Regions from separate parts of the Oryzias latipes genome. Here region 2 is linked to region 1. Evidence: chromatin contacts called from public Hi-C data. All regions are on one chromosome and are shown on one strand. Each heading gives the region's core, a stretch centred on a gene start, on an enhancer-like site or on the middle of the called end of the contact. The rest is flanking DNA. Distances are from core to core; before and after follow the strand shown. Region 1 overlaps LOC101167292 (Na(+)/H(+) exchange regulatory cofactor NHE-RF2). Region 2 holds the start of LOC101167292 (Na(+)/H(+) exchange regulatory cofactor NHE-RF2).

Evidence for each region. Hi-C and Micro-C count contacts between places; a contact is called where the count stands out from the background.
Region 2: a contact with region 1 is called in a Hi-C map of gastrula embryo, with 1.8 times the contacts expected there. The contact joins the promoter of LOC101167292 here to the enhancer-like site in region 1. A contact is called at or near these places in 3 of 5 Hi-C or Micro-C datasets (embryo, fibroblasts and gastrula embryo).

What each region holds. Positions count from the first base shown.
Region 1 is chr8:13,297,291-13,303,442 of ASM223467v1, forward strand. LOC101167292 (Na(+)/H(+) exchange regulatory cofactor NHE-RF2) reads right to left here. Exons shown (of 6, transcript XM_011478281.3): 5 at 5,925-6,043; 6 at 3,391-5,828. The coding sequence ends at 5,664. Among protein-coding and RNA genes, the nearest start is that of mir23a-1, 15 kb to the left of the region's middle. Within about 2 kb of position 2,356, at least 5 of the 8 cell types and tissues checked have an H3K27ac peak or open chromatin away from gene starts, as enhancers often do. A contact at or near this core is called in embryo and gastrula embryo, where this site is marked.
Region 2 is chr8:13,330,252-13,336,403 of ASM223467v1, forward strand. LOC101167292 (Na(+)/H(+) exchange regulatory cofactor NHE-RF2) reads right to left here and starts at 2,321. Exons shown (of 6, transcript XM_011478281.3): 1 at 1,661-2,321; 2 at 1-131. The coding sequence starts at 1,867.

The DNA.
Region 1 (6,152 bases), core at 1,106-3,605:
CTTAAGTTTATTTTTCGTCAGGAAGAATGGTTTCCTGATCATTTGTTTCCCACATCCCAGAGTGTTTGCTGGTTTTATCTGCTTCTTGAAAAAGAACAGAAGAGAAAAGCTTCAACAGCCCGCAGCTGTTGGAGGACGGGTAATGTTCTACTGTAACCTGACATAAACTCCCAACGTTTCTTAATTGGAGACTTTGGATCTTCTAAGCTGAACTTCAGCCATCACAGATGTTCGGTTCCAACAAAATCAATTCAGTCATCTCAGTTACTCTTTTTTTTGAGATATGAATGTCGCCATGTTGGAACCAGAAATAGTCAGCAAGCAGTGATTTGTCCGAGTCAGCATTTGGCACATGGCAACCACTCTGGCCAACGAGGAGTGAGCTTGTTGGAAGTCCACACTCTTACCATTTCAAAGCGGACTCGGGTGAATCTGTCAATCAAACGCTTTGAACAATCGATGCAAGACCACATTCTTTTATTGAGGTATCTGATTGGTCAGTTCATAACTTGAACTACAGAATGAATATCATGAAAAAATTGAAGAACATGTTAAAAACAGACATCAGATAAGAAAAAAGGGTATTCTGACAAATAGAATGACGGAGTAATAGCTGTGTATTTCTCATTAGAAGTCTATGGGATTTTGGCTTTGTGGGATCAGTGGGTACTTCCTGTTTGGAACCCCAGGGAGGAGGGGGTCACTCAGTCCAGTTCTCATAGTCAATTATTCTATTCTGCAGATATATAGTTCACAAAATCAAAGAAACAGATGATTACAAGGAAAAAAGTCAGCCCTGAAATCTCTGAATGGAAGTTAGTAGTCAGTACTTTGAGGTGATGACAACGCGCAGTATGTCAACTTTTACGATACAGTAAAAACATGGAGGGGTGAGGAGGGGGGGAGGGGGGCCTCCATGGTGGTTTATTTTCTGCCTCTACCAGTTGGAGCCAACAGCAGTCAAAAGCCAGGTTTTGTGTGGGATGAGCTCTGATCTGTAACTGCATGTAAATCAGCCTACACAAACATAAACTTACAGACTTCTTTGTTTAAATACAGTTAGTCATTTCCAGCATGTCAAACACTCCAGTCCACTGAAACAACAAGCAACTTGCCGGGGCAGTTCGCATGCGTCAGACGATGAACGCGAGAACAATCGCTTGGTCATTACCTCCAACTTTGGGCATTTTGGTACAATACTGGTTGCCAACCATGCATGTGTGACCTGACTGTCCTATGTTGAAATAGGAGAGGGGGTTAAAATATCAACTGACTTGTAGGAATTGTTGCTGTCTGTTGCTCACAATCTGATGGCTTGTCTGCGTGTGTAGGCGTCAGACAATAAGTGGTTAGTTCACCGAGGTAAGCCAAGGTGTGCCCAAACTGGGTGTGTCTACATTTCCTCTCCCCCCACTGTTGAGAGGGGTGCTCCTGGGGGAGCTCCCACACTCTTGGCTTCAGCTTCTGTAGTTTTCCTTCATTTAGGTCCACTCACCCCCCCCTGTCCCAACACTATTTATGCCCACTTCCTTCTACATGTTCTAACCTGGACTTTCGTCTGCGTTTGAGTAAATTTTAGACTGCATCCCTCCTCGGTTGTGTGTTTTTCTGTGCCCCTGCTCTGAAGTTGTCCTTATTTGGCTTCTCTTTGAATGGGGGGCAGACTTAGAGTATAAATGTGACTGTGTGATTGCGTTTCCTCCTGACTGTGACTCACTGCTAGTCTGACTCACGAGTGCTAACAAAAACACAGTTGCCATGGGAACTTCTACCCCTCCTCCCCTCACCCAAACTACTCCATCTCCCTCCAATTTCCCTCCGCCCCCTCCACCCTTTGCCAGTCTCTGGTTTCCCTCTTTCTCCTTGCAGGCATCCCAGGCAGCCCTGGCACTGTTAAATTTGTGTCACTCCTGAAAGGAATAATGACAGTGAGGTTATCATAGGGCTGAAGATCTGGAAACACAAAAAAACAAAATAAAGCACCAAAATAAACCTACAAAAGCTGGTTAAGAATTAAAAAAAAAGTCTAAAACACCGCAAGAATAGAAAATGTAGCGTGCGAAGCAATCATCTATCATCAGTAAAAAGTAGAGGTTTGTGCATTGACTGAGTCAGGCTAAACAGAAAATGCCCACCTGTGGTTCTATTCTCTGTTTCTGTACTTTTGCTTTTACTGCTCTGAAATTGTAAACTCCTTTGAACTGCTTCTGTCTTTTGATGTGCTGGCGTCACAACTTGGCCCTCTCATAACCTCAGAGGAGCTTTGTAACACGGCAGCCACGTGTGGTGTTGCAGTATGACAAAAGCCCAGGTAGGGGAACTGAATGTATCCACTACTCTACTACACAAAAGGCTTGTCCCACTTCCTGTATGGCAAATGTTGCTCGTCCCCCTAGTGGACGAACAAAGGATCACCGTGCATTCACTTAAACATTAAAGTCTATTAATAAAGTTTTCCATTGTTACTTTAAATAACATTTTGAACATTATCACACTTATTCTCTCAATAAAAGAGGAATATGTTGACTGACGAATTTTGTGACGAAACAAAAGTTTATTATTGTCGTTCAGAAAATCACTAAAGTACAATTACGTATTTGTGTCCTTTTAGAAAAAAAACAAAACAAAAATCAAAGTAATACAAAAATGCCTTGAATTTTGTCCTATTTTCGTCACATTTTGTTTGAGCGGCCTCTGTGGTTTGATTACTGTCAAGATTCCTAACCACCGATAAATGTTCTGCACAGACTGAGAGTAAATTACGTTAAACAAGTGATCAGGAAGAAACAATATGAATGTAACTGATAAATCTATGTTTATTACTGCAAAAAAACAAGTAATTAAAACAAGTAATTGAAGACTACTCTTTAGTAATTAAAGACTACTTCTGAATTTGTATTTTTATCAACCTGTATTTTAAAAATATAAAAAAATATTAAAAAGTTTCATTACAAAATGATCTTACTTCAGAACTGTTCTGCAACATTTATGAAAAAGAAGCAGTGATTAGGTTTATGATAAAACATGCAGGAAATAGGCTGAGATAGACTAAATACTGTGGCCTTTGTTTGGACATTGAAGACCAACTTGAAATAAAAGGCCAAATCATGCACTCCTACATGCACACAACCCCACTTTTGACCCATGTTTAACCTTTGTGTGTCCAAAAAGCTCCCAGCAGCTGGCTGATGGGGAACGCTGAGAACAGGATGAAACTAAACGCCAACATAATCCTCGGCCAGAGGGGGACAGAGAGGGCACTGACAGGGAAAGAGGGGAAACAAGAGCAAAAAAGGGATACTGTAACAAAAAGTGGGCCCAGAGAAGTCCCAATAAAAAGTGCTGCATGTGTGAGGAAAAAAATGAGTGTGAGAACAGAGGAAGCATAAAAATGGTGCAAAAAAAAATTGCTATTGTCACACTTTATTGAAAAATTCAACTTGACATATACAGTTTCCTGTCAGCTTTAATGTACATCAAGCCATGTCAACAGAAGTAGCAGTGAGCCTGCTGCTAGCAGTCTGGGGTTCACATATAAATCAAGAGGCTGAATGGAAAACACAGGGTGTAAATGAGTACAAAAGAGAGCAGACTTCATTCCACTCTAATACGCTACATTAACATCGATGGGAATGTGACATGTATACCTTCTCTGCGCACAAACATGCGTAAGCATGTGTATGACAGCTGTTCTATATGTGAAATAATCCTCGGTAATCTCCATGGCTCCCACAGTCTCTTTCACAATATCCTCTCGAGCATCTTTGACCTCGCTGAGAGTGTCTCCAACCTGCCACACACGCTGCCCTCGCCGTAGATCATCCCATACCTTCACATCTGTGGTTTATCTTCACTTCCCTTACATCCGTTGATTGAAATGAATGGTTTCTTAAAGGACTCAGTCTGCATCTAACGCCAGAGCAGTTTCAGTTCCCTTTTTTTTTTTAAACATTCCACTAAAAGAGACCACACACTAACTGAACATGCGTCCTCTGAAAAATTCCCTTTAAATTCCTTCCAGTTATTTTGCAATGAGCAGCCAACTGCTGCTTTTACAATCTCTGATCTCATAAATCTGACACAAAAGAAAGACCAAACTTAATACTGACTTCTGAAAAGTACACTACAATTCAGTTTTCCTTCCTCTGTGGCTGCTGAAATTATAACATACCATCATATTTAATGAGTAGCTGTAAAATTGAAATCAAACTCCGACCACATAAATATGATTCAGCCTACTTTCAAATCAATGCCTCTTCGTTTTGTCTAAGTAACAGATGGGTGCACAGCATTTTCACTTGGGGGGGAAAATACAATACAGTAGGTTAAGCTAAACTGCTTCTACATTTGTGGGTCAAGCCTGCCACCTGCTGCTCACATCAATAATATTCTTATTTTTTTCTCATCTAGAAATGCTTAAAAATTCTTCTTTCTATGGTGGCCCTGAAGTGCACATCCCACAGACAAATCACTCAAGGCAAAAACATATTAACGATCACAACAAAAATTAAAAAAGATAAAACAAATGATAAAACATAACATTACATTTAAGAAATCAAAACTAGAAACTAGAAAAGGTATGTCTATGGGTCACCCCTAATTAAATGCTGACGTTTAATTGTTTTTTTTAAATGTGTCTTCAATGCCTGAATAAATACTAATAAAAGCTTTATGATTATATCCAGGATCGCTTAATACCAAATAACTTTTGGCTGAAATGATGGACACACTTCATCATCCAATCAGTGATGTCCCATAGTACCTGCATTTTCTGGTTTCTTTTTTTCCCCTGGAATTTAGTTTTACTTTCTATGTTAAGTTTTTATTATTTGTTTTGGCTTTTTGAAAAGTCTTTGGGATGCTTAATACATTTTTGCACCGAGTGATTTCTTGGTGGGATTTGCCCTTCAGGGCCACTGTATCTTTCACTATGCTGGTGTCTATTATTTCCTTTACAATTTCCTGTTTTTTATGCCATTTAGCAGTAAAGCTCCTTCCGTTTTTGGCTTAGTGATTTACTAATGAGTGTTAGTGAATAGCTAAATGAGTATAAAATTCTTTCTGATAAAGGCGTTAAAGTGTACACAGATGATATCTTTATGAGTCAATGCAAAATCAGATGTAGGACACAAAGTACACAAGGATACTTCTCCAAACAGGGGTGGATTGTCCTTGACTCTTTCACAGTGGACTGTCTGTCAGCTTCTGACTGGAGGAAAAAACTTTTTTGTAATCCAAAATCACTGATGTCACAGTGTCCAGGGAATTGATTGAAGGCAGTCCTCTGTTGTTTTTTTTTAAATTGTTTATACATTTTAAATATACAAAAAGCTGCTGAATAAGTCTTTTGGAAAAATGGCATCGATAGGAGCAGAGGAAAAGGCTTCAGTTCACCTTCGTTGGAAATCCTTTCTCCAAGCTCAAAACGTCTGAAGCAAGTTTTATAAAAGAGTTTCTGCAGTCGTTAAGCTTTTAAATTCATGGCGAGGGAAGAGTAGATGTTGAATTTTTTTTAAAGTTGCTTCAATTAAAGCCATTTGGTCACCTTCATCCTCTTAATACCATAAACTGGTGATCGTCTGTTTTAGGAATAAGTGGCAAACCCCCTTAGGAGCAGAGGTCGGTCTTTTGGTCTCTCAGCTTAAGTTGTGGATTCCATTGTTCTAGAAATTACTAAAGAGCTCATATTTCTTCATCCAGTCCATCTGTGGAGCCTTCCTCTTTTCCTTGGCATGAACCTTCATCTTTTCCTCCGCTGCTGTTGCGCTCAGGCTCAAGCCCATCTCAGCGAAAGGGTCCATGTGGAGGCTGCCATCATCATCTGCCAGCTGGATGCGTGACAAGAAAGTCGTGGGAAAAATGACATAACAGATTGCATTTTTATGTCAAAGACTTCAGAGACGATCACATCATTTCATGCTCACCTGTGTGCTGTTGCCCTGGCTGCTAAGGTCAGAGCGCGTGGACCTTATGGACTGTGTGGTGGAGCTGCCGTTAATTTGAGCGTTAGATGGTCCGTTGGGTATGGATGGACCATCGTAATCTGTAGAAGCAAAAGGTTCGGAGTGAAGCTCACATCAAGACGTATCGTCTCAACTTGATGTTGCAGTCTTTGGAACCAAATGATGGAATCAAGAACTAAAGGTCAGCAG
Region 2 (6,152 bases), core at 1,071-3,570, 33 kb after region 1:
GGAGCACTGCTCCCTAGAATGGCCATCTCCTCTGTGGCCGTGAGGCGCAAGCTGCGGAGATTTTCGTGTGTTTCGTTGTCGACCACCAGCAGCCTGGTCTCGTGGTCCACTGCTTTGATCCGCTGCACCACCTAGGAGAAAGCAATTAAAGCAGACACAAGTTTTAAACAATAAAATAAACTCTGATGGGTTTAGAAAACCCTGAAATTTGCCTTAAGGTCCCTTTCTGATCATCCTTTGATTGATTTAAAAAAACTTCCCAGTGGTCTTTTAATTTAGGTAAAATTGGGGGGAAAAAGAGTCGTTTTCAAGGACAGTTTCTGCAGAGCGGCAGTAGTTCATTAGCAATTCACCCCTGAGTTGTGGTCCGGACTGTTGGTGTGGAGTAAGTCCACCCCCACTTCCTGTCATCCATTTGTTTACATTCTCTGCTGCTAGCTTACAGACCCTCACAACCCCAACCTAACATTAGTGATGCAACAAAAAAAGCAAGATTGGAGCTATCCAGCTGTTCAGTTATGAACCAGATTCCAGCTCAGACAAGGAAAACAAAGACATACATGGATCTATTTGTCTGCAAGTGGATGCAGCAGAATGGAGCGGAGCAGAGAGCTTGTAGCACCTATGTCAGAAATACAATCTTTTTTCCGTCTGCTCCTGATTCACAGCAATCTGAATAAAGAAATTGTCAGAAATGTCATTTTAAGCTTATTCTTTTTTTTACATATGTCCCCATCATAAGAAAAAGGCCACAAGAACATGTTAAAAACAGCAAAAACACTATTTTTTATTAGTGTGGGCCTTTAAATAAGAGTAGAGTTATAAGTAAGACCTGATTGACTTTTTTAAACCGGTAAGACACATACTGCAATGATATCATAACAAAGCTGCTCTCTGCATTTTTGACTTATTTGTTGAATCGAATCTTGAGTTTTTCTTTACGTTGTCATCATTTTATAACGAACGGTTGTTTTTGCTCTGAGAAATGATCAAAATGAACATGAGGAATGGAAAGCAGCATGTGTTTATTGGTCCTTTTTATGTTTTTGAATGTAAATAAACATATATTTTTGTACTTTTCCACCCGTTTTGTAGCAATATTAGTCTAGACATAATCAGGCATCATTTTACCAGCTTTCATTTGATCCATAAAATGACAAGTTCTACCTGAGAGCCTGTAATGGTTCAGATTAGCTGTGGGGGAAAACTTCATGATGACAATGTCTGACAACTTGACAGTTTTTAAAATGAAACAACACAAAGCAGACAAAGCTGGAGAAACTTTTGTTGTTGTTCACAATGACAGCTTGCTGTCCAAACTGAAATGATGCCCTGGTACACACTAAAACTGACAACAAAAGATGTTTCTGAGTGAAGTTTTAATCATTTCTTTAAATCCCCTTTAAGTCATTTAATGGATCATGACACTTAAAGTCTCAGAAAAGACACAAAACAAAAGAAAAGGATTAAAAATGTTTTTGGTGTCTGAATAACGACTATCAATCCAAAAATCTACTAGTTCCACAGGAAGCGTTATGGCATGGGGGTTGCAGTTCACATCATACCCAGCCGGTGTGACCTGTTGATGCACCTTTGCGGGCAGCTTGTCCTGTAACATAAGTTCAAATCATAAATATATGAATGCACCTCTCCAACTTGCCTGGTGGTGCGTTTCTCTCTCCACGTTCACTCCATTCACGGCCACCACTCGGTCCCCAGCCCGCAGCCCCGACGCCTCTGCGGGGGAACCTGGCTCCACTTTTCGGATGTATTGCCCACTTTTGCCCTTCTCCCCGTGCAAGTGAAATCCGTAGCCGCCCTGGCTTTTTGCCATGACGCACAGCCGCGGCTTCAGCTCCTTGGCCATGTCTTCCTGCTGCACCAAAGCCCCTGTAATGTTCAGTTACTTGATGATGGGAGTTTAGAAGCGCAGCTGCGGGACCAAACTTCCAGTTTGAGAAACCATATCTGCAGAAAATGTAATCCCTTCAGAGCAGTGCGCAATGCATCCAGACAGTAGGTCCAAATGCACAGTTATAGAAGAAACCCAACAGAGACGCAGAAAAGATACTTCATGGCCAAAATAATGCAGCCAGTCCAGCAGATCGAGTGTCCAAACTGGGGCGCGCGGCTGGCAACTCCAAAACGGATCCGTGGCAGTGCGCAACCGCAACAGGGCGACTTTAAAGCTGCTCCATAAGTTTTCTTTCAAGTAAGGATAATCAGCATGCTCTTTGTCTCTGCACATTTATCCATTAAAAACTCCCCAAAGAGCGACGAATCAAAGAGCTGTCGCTGGTGCAGAGTCTGGAACGTGTGCGCAACAGCACCACCTTCCTTCCGACAGTCTACCTGTAGGAAAACTGAAAGTCCGATCAAGAAATTGGACGTGAAACAGCAGGCAATATCGCCACCTCGCGGCAGACATTGGTTCAAGAGCAATTTCGAAGCCAAGATGCAAGTGGACCGTGACGTTTATGTTTTCTGATAAATAAAATAACATCCAAAGCGCACACGTTTTCAGTAAGAGGATTGGTATGCGTTAAATAATCAATTAACTGTTAAAACTCATTAATTATTTGATAGATTAACGGTCCCTCCCTGATGTTTGGAGTTGGGATTTCAACAAAAACACTTCTATACATTTATTTAATGTCAAAAGTCAGCAATCAGCTAATTTAAACAATTTTACATTATCTAGAAATTCAGCACCTGGATCACATGGATCACCATGACCATACCTAAATGTGTATAAAAAAAGTCTGATTTTCTGCTGGAACATCCTGATCGTTTTATTTTCCATAACAAAAAAATGATGGACTCATCCATTTGCCTCTTTCCATTTGGTCTGAACCATGGAACACTTCAATGCTCCAAGATCTTAGAGGAATTTTCCAACACTGTTTTTCTATGCCTCATTGAATCAGGATGTCCTGAGGTCTACTTTATCCTTAGTATTAACGGACTATAGACTACAAAGATTTACTGGATATCTAAATCACCTCAGTCTTAACCTTAAGCAGCAGGTGATCGCACACCTGGACATCACATTTTGGGTTATATTTTCCTTAATTGGGGCAGTCAGAAGTCAGAGCTCGGTCTCCCCCTCTGATCACCAGCCGGAACCGTCTCCAGAGTTCTAGACACATTTCATCACCCAGCAACCCCAGCGAACATTTTCTGGATGCCACACAACTGACTTTCATTTGCAATCACTTACATCATACTTAAACACTGCATTGAACCTCACTCAATGCGACGTATTGTTTGTGCCACTCTGCCTGCATTACAGAGTGTTACATTCAGTCTTGATCTTCTGATTTCCATGCGGAAACAGCAAGACGGACTTATTTTTCAATTGAAAGCAAAGTGTAAGAACTGTCATTCAATTTATATGTATAAACCGCCCCCCCCCCGATATATGATTATAGTTATATATTTATCACTAATGTGAAATTTCAAAACAAGACCCAATTAAATTTTATGTTGACAAAGGTGTAGAAAAAAACCCTCCTAGTTTCCACAGCGTCATTTATTTCACTGATTAGGTCCCACTTGGTGATGTCACAAAATAAGTTTCAGACGGATATGATGTGGAATTTCAAAATAAAAACCAATTGAAATCTGGTGTGAATATGGCAATTACATATTTATACCAAATTTCTGTTGGGTTTTATTTTGAAATTACACATCAGATACATCTGAAACTTTTTTTGTGACATCACCATAAGGGACACTATAAGTGAGAAGTGAAATGACTCTGTGGAAACTAGGAGTTTTTTTTTCTACACAGTGCTCTGAATGTCAAAGTGAAGAAATTCAATGAAGCGCGGCTAAACAGCGGGAGTAACTCATTCTTTTAAGGTAGTCAAATGCCTCGTCATCTAATTAGTGACGCGCATGAATGGATGAACGAGATTCCCACTGTCCCTACCTCCTATCTAGCGAAACCACAGCCAAGGGAACGGGTTTGGCAGAATCAGCGGGGAAAAAAGACCCTGTTGAGCTTGTTGAGCTTTCCATCTGAAGCTTTTTTTTGTGACATCACATTATGGGAAATAAAAATAAAAATTATTTTTGGAAAAATATTATGTTTGACTCTGTTTGCCTGCCGCCTGCCCCGAATCTCTCCTGGATCATGACTATTCACGTCTCTTCTCTGATGCTCCCATGCTCATTATTGACCTCTGCCTGCCTGACCCTGATTTAGCTTTGTAGACCTTTAGCTGATCTAATAAACCTGCTGCAATTGGAACCGTCCGTCTGCCTGCTTTTGTGACAGGGGCCTTGTGACTACAGTTTTTAATGTGCCTGGTTAGATCAGATGAGCTCGGGTCTTAAGAGGTTAATGCCTGACAGTCTTCTATGAATTCGAGCAACTCCCAAATATCACGAAATACCAAAAAGCATACATTTTCTAAAAATTCAATTTTATGGCATACAAAAAATGCTTCAACACTAGTATGAAAGAGTTAGAAGTGGTTGTTATTAAGTGTTTAAAGGAATTACCAGAGTAAAAAAAATAAACGTTTCTTGTCTACGATTAAATAAATAAATAAATAATATGTACCAACTCTATGTTACGGTAAATTAATTTGTTGAAAGTTTCACTAATCCCTACGTTGTAGTTCTCATTTTCATACCACTGGAGGGCAGAAAACACCCTTATTTTATAATTTGCTTTTAAAGTAAAGCTACATAAATGATCAAATTGGACATAAATCAGGATATTTACATATATAAACATGTAAATATTTAACAAATAGGCGTATGTAAATACCCATTTAAAACCTTTTCATTTAATCTCTTTGTAGTTCACTTTATTTTGGATTAGGTAGTTATATTTTTTCCTATCATCTTTGATTGCCTTTCTATGATAGGTAATTTATTGCTTAAGATGTGTAAATGTGAAATAAATTGTACTGAGTGCAGTTTTTATCACTGTGAAGAGACCACGACTGTGGCTTTGTGAACTCCTGGTCCTTCTAGGAACTGTTTTAATTTGACAGCCCACATTTATTGTGAATGCATTCACAGGAACTGTTTGCGCACAATTATTTATACCCTGACTCTGGAGCAGGAACAGGTTTGACTGCTCACTAGAAAATCTTCAAATTCAAACAGATTTTTTAAATTAATGTTGTTTTAGTGAAAGTTGTTTTTTTGTCTGTTTTTGACCATCTGATGTTGGTTATTAGTATTTTTTTAAATCCTCATCTGTGTCAGACCATAAACATCAACATTCACCCAGTAAGATCTAGTTAGAGCGCCAAACCCCATGCATGGAAAAACAGATGGCCGTTTGCTGCTGCCATTTGTATAAATGTGTCTGAGTTGTTACACGGAGCCACACATCTTCCTGCTCTCCACGATGGTTCCAGTGACTCTGAACATCCTTTCCCCTTCCCAGCTCCCACAGGAGAACACACTAGAAGATCCAAACACACAAAATGATCCTCCGTTGTTCATTTCTGTTTCAACCGAACGCCTACTCATTCATGGATCATGTGAGCTCCATGACCGTTCTGTTTAATACACAGTTTTCCTGTCAATCAGGCCTGCTGGTGTAGTGGTTTTCAGGAGGCAATTCAATGGATTTAATTGCAGCAGAGGGAACACAGGGACAGACCTCTTGTTTTGCATTATTTGATTCTGAGACATTTACTGTTTTTTGAAACAGTTTGATTTATCCTTATAGGAAAAAAATAAAACCACAGTTTTGAGACTTTTCATTTTACTGAACCTTGTAGAAATTGACTGCAAACAAAAAAAAGAGGACAAAGATGCTTCCTTTTCTCAAATGTGCTGTTTTAAAACCACACAGCAACAACAAAATACTTTTTTTTTACAGAAAACATTGAATGACACTTGGTTTATAGCTAAGAAAAGACTTCTTATGATTAGCTGAACCTTAAAAAATATGTTTTGCAAAAGGCGTGTTTATCTTTTTCCTTGACATCATAGCACAAGTATTTGGCAGCAAAGGAAACCATTCACTAACAAAACAATAAAGATTACGTTTCAAAAATCTAAACTAAGTAGCCGTCCATTCACTACGTAACATAATTTTTGTACCTGGCTTCTAAGTGTTAAATTCAATAGCGTATGTCGAAAGTATGTGAAAAAATGAGCACAAATAAGCACAAACTTTG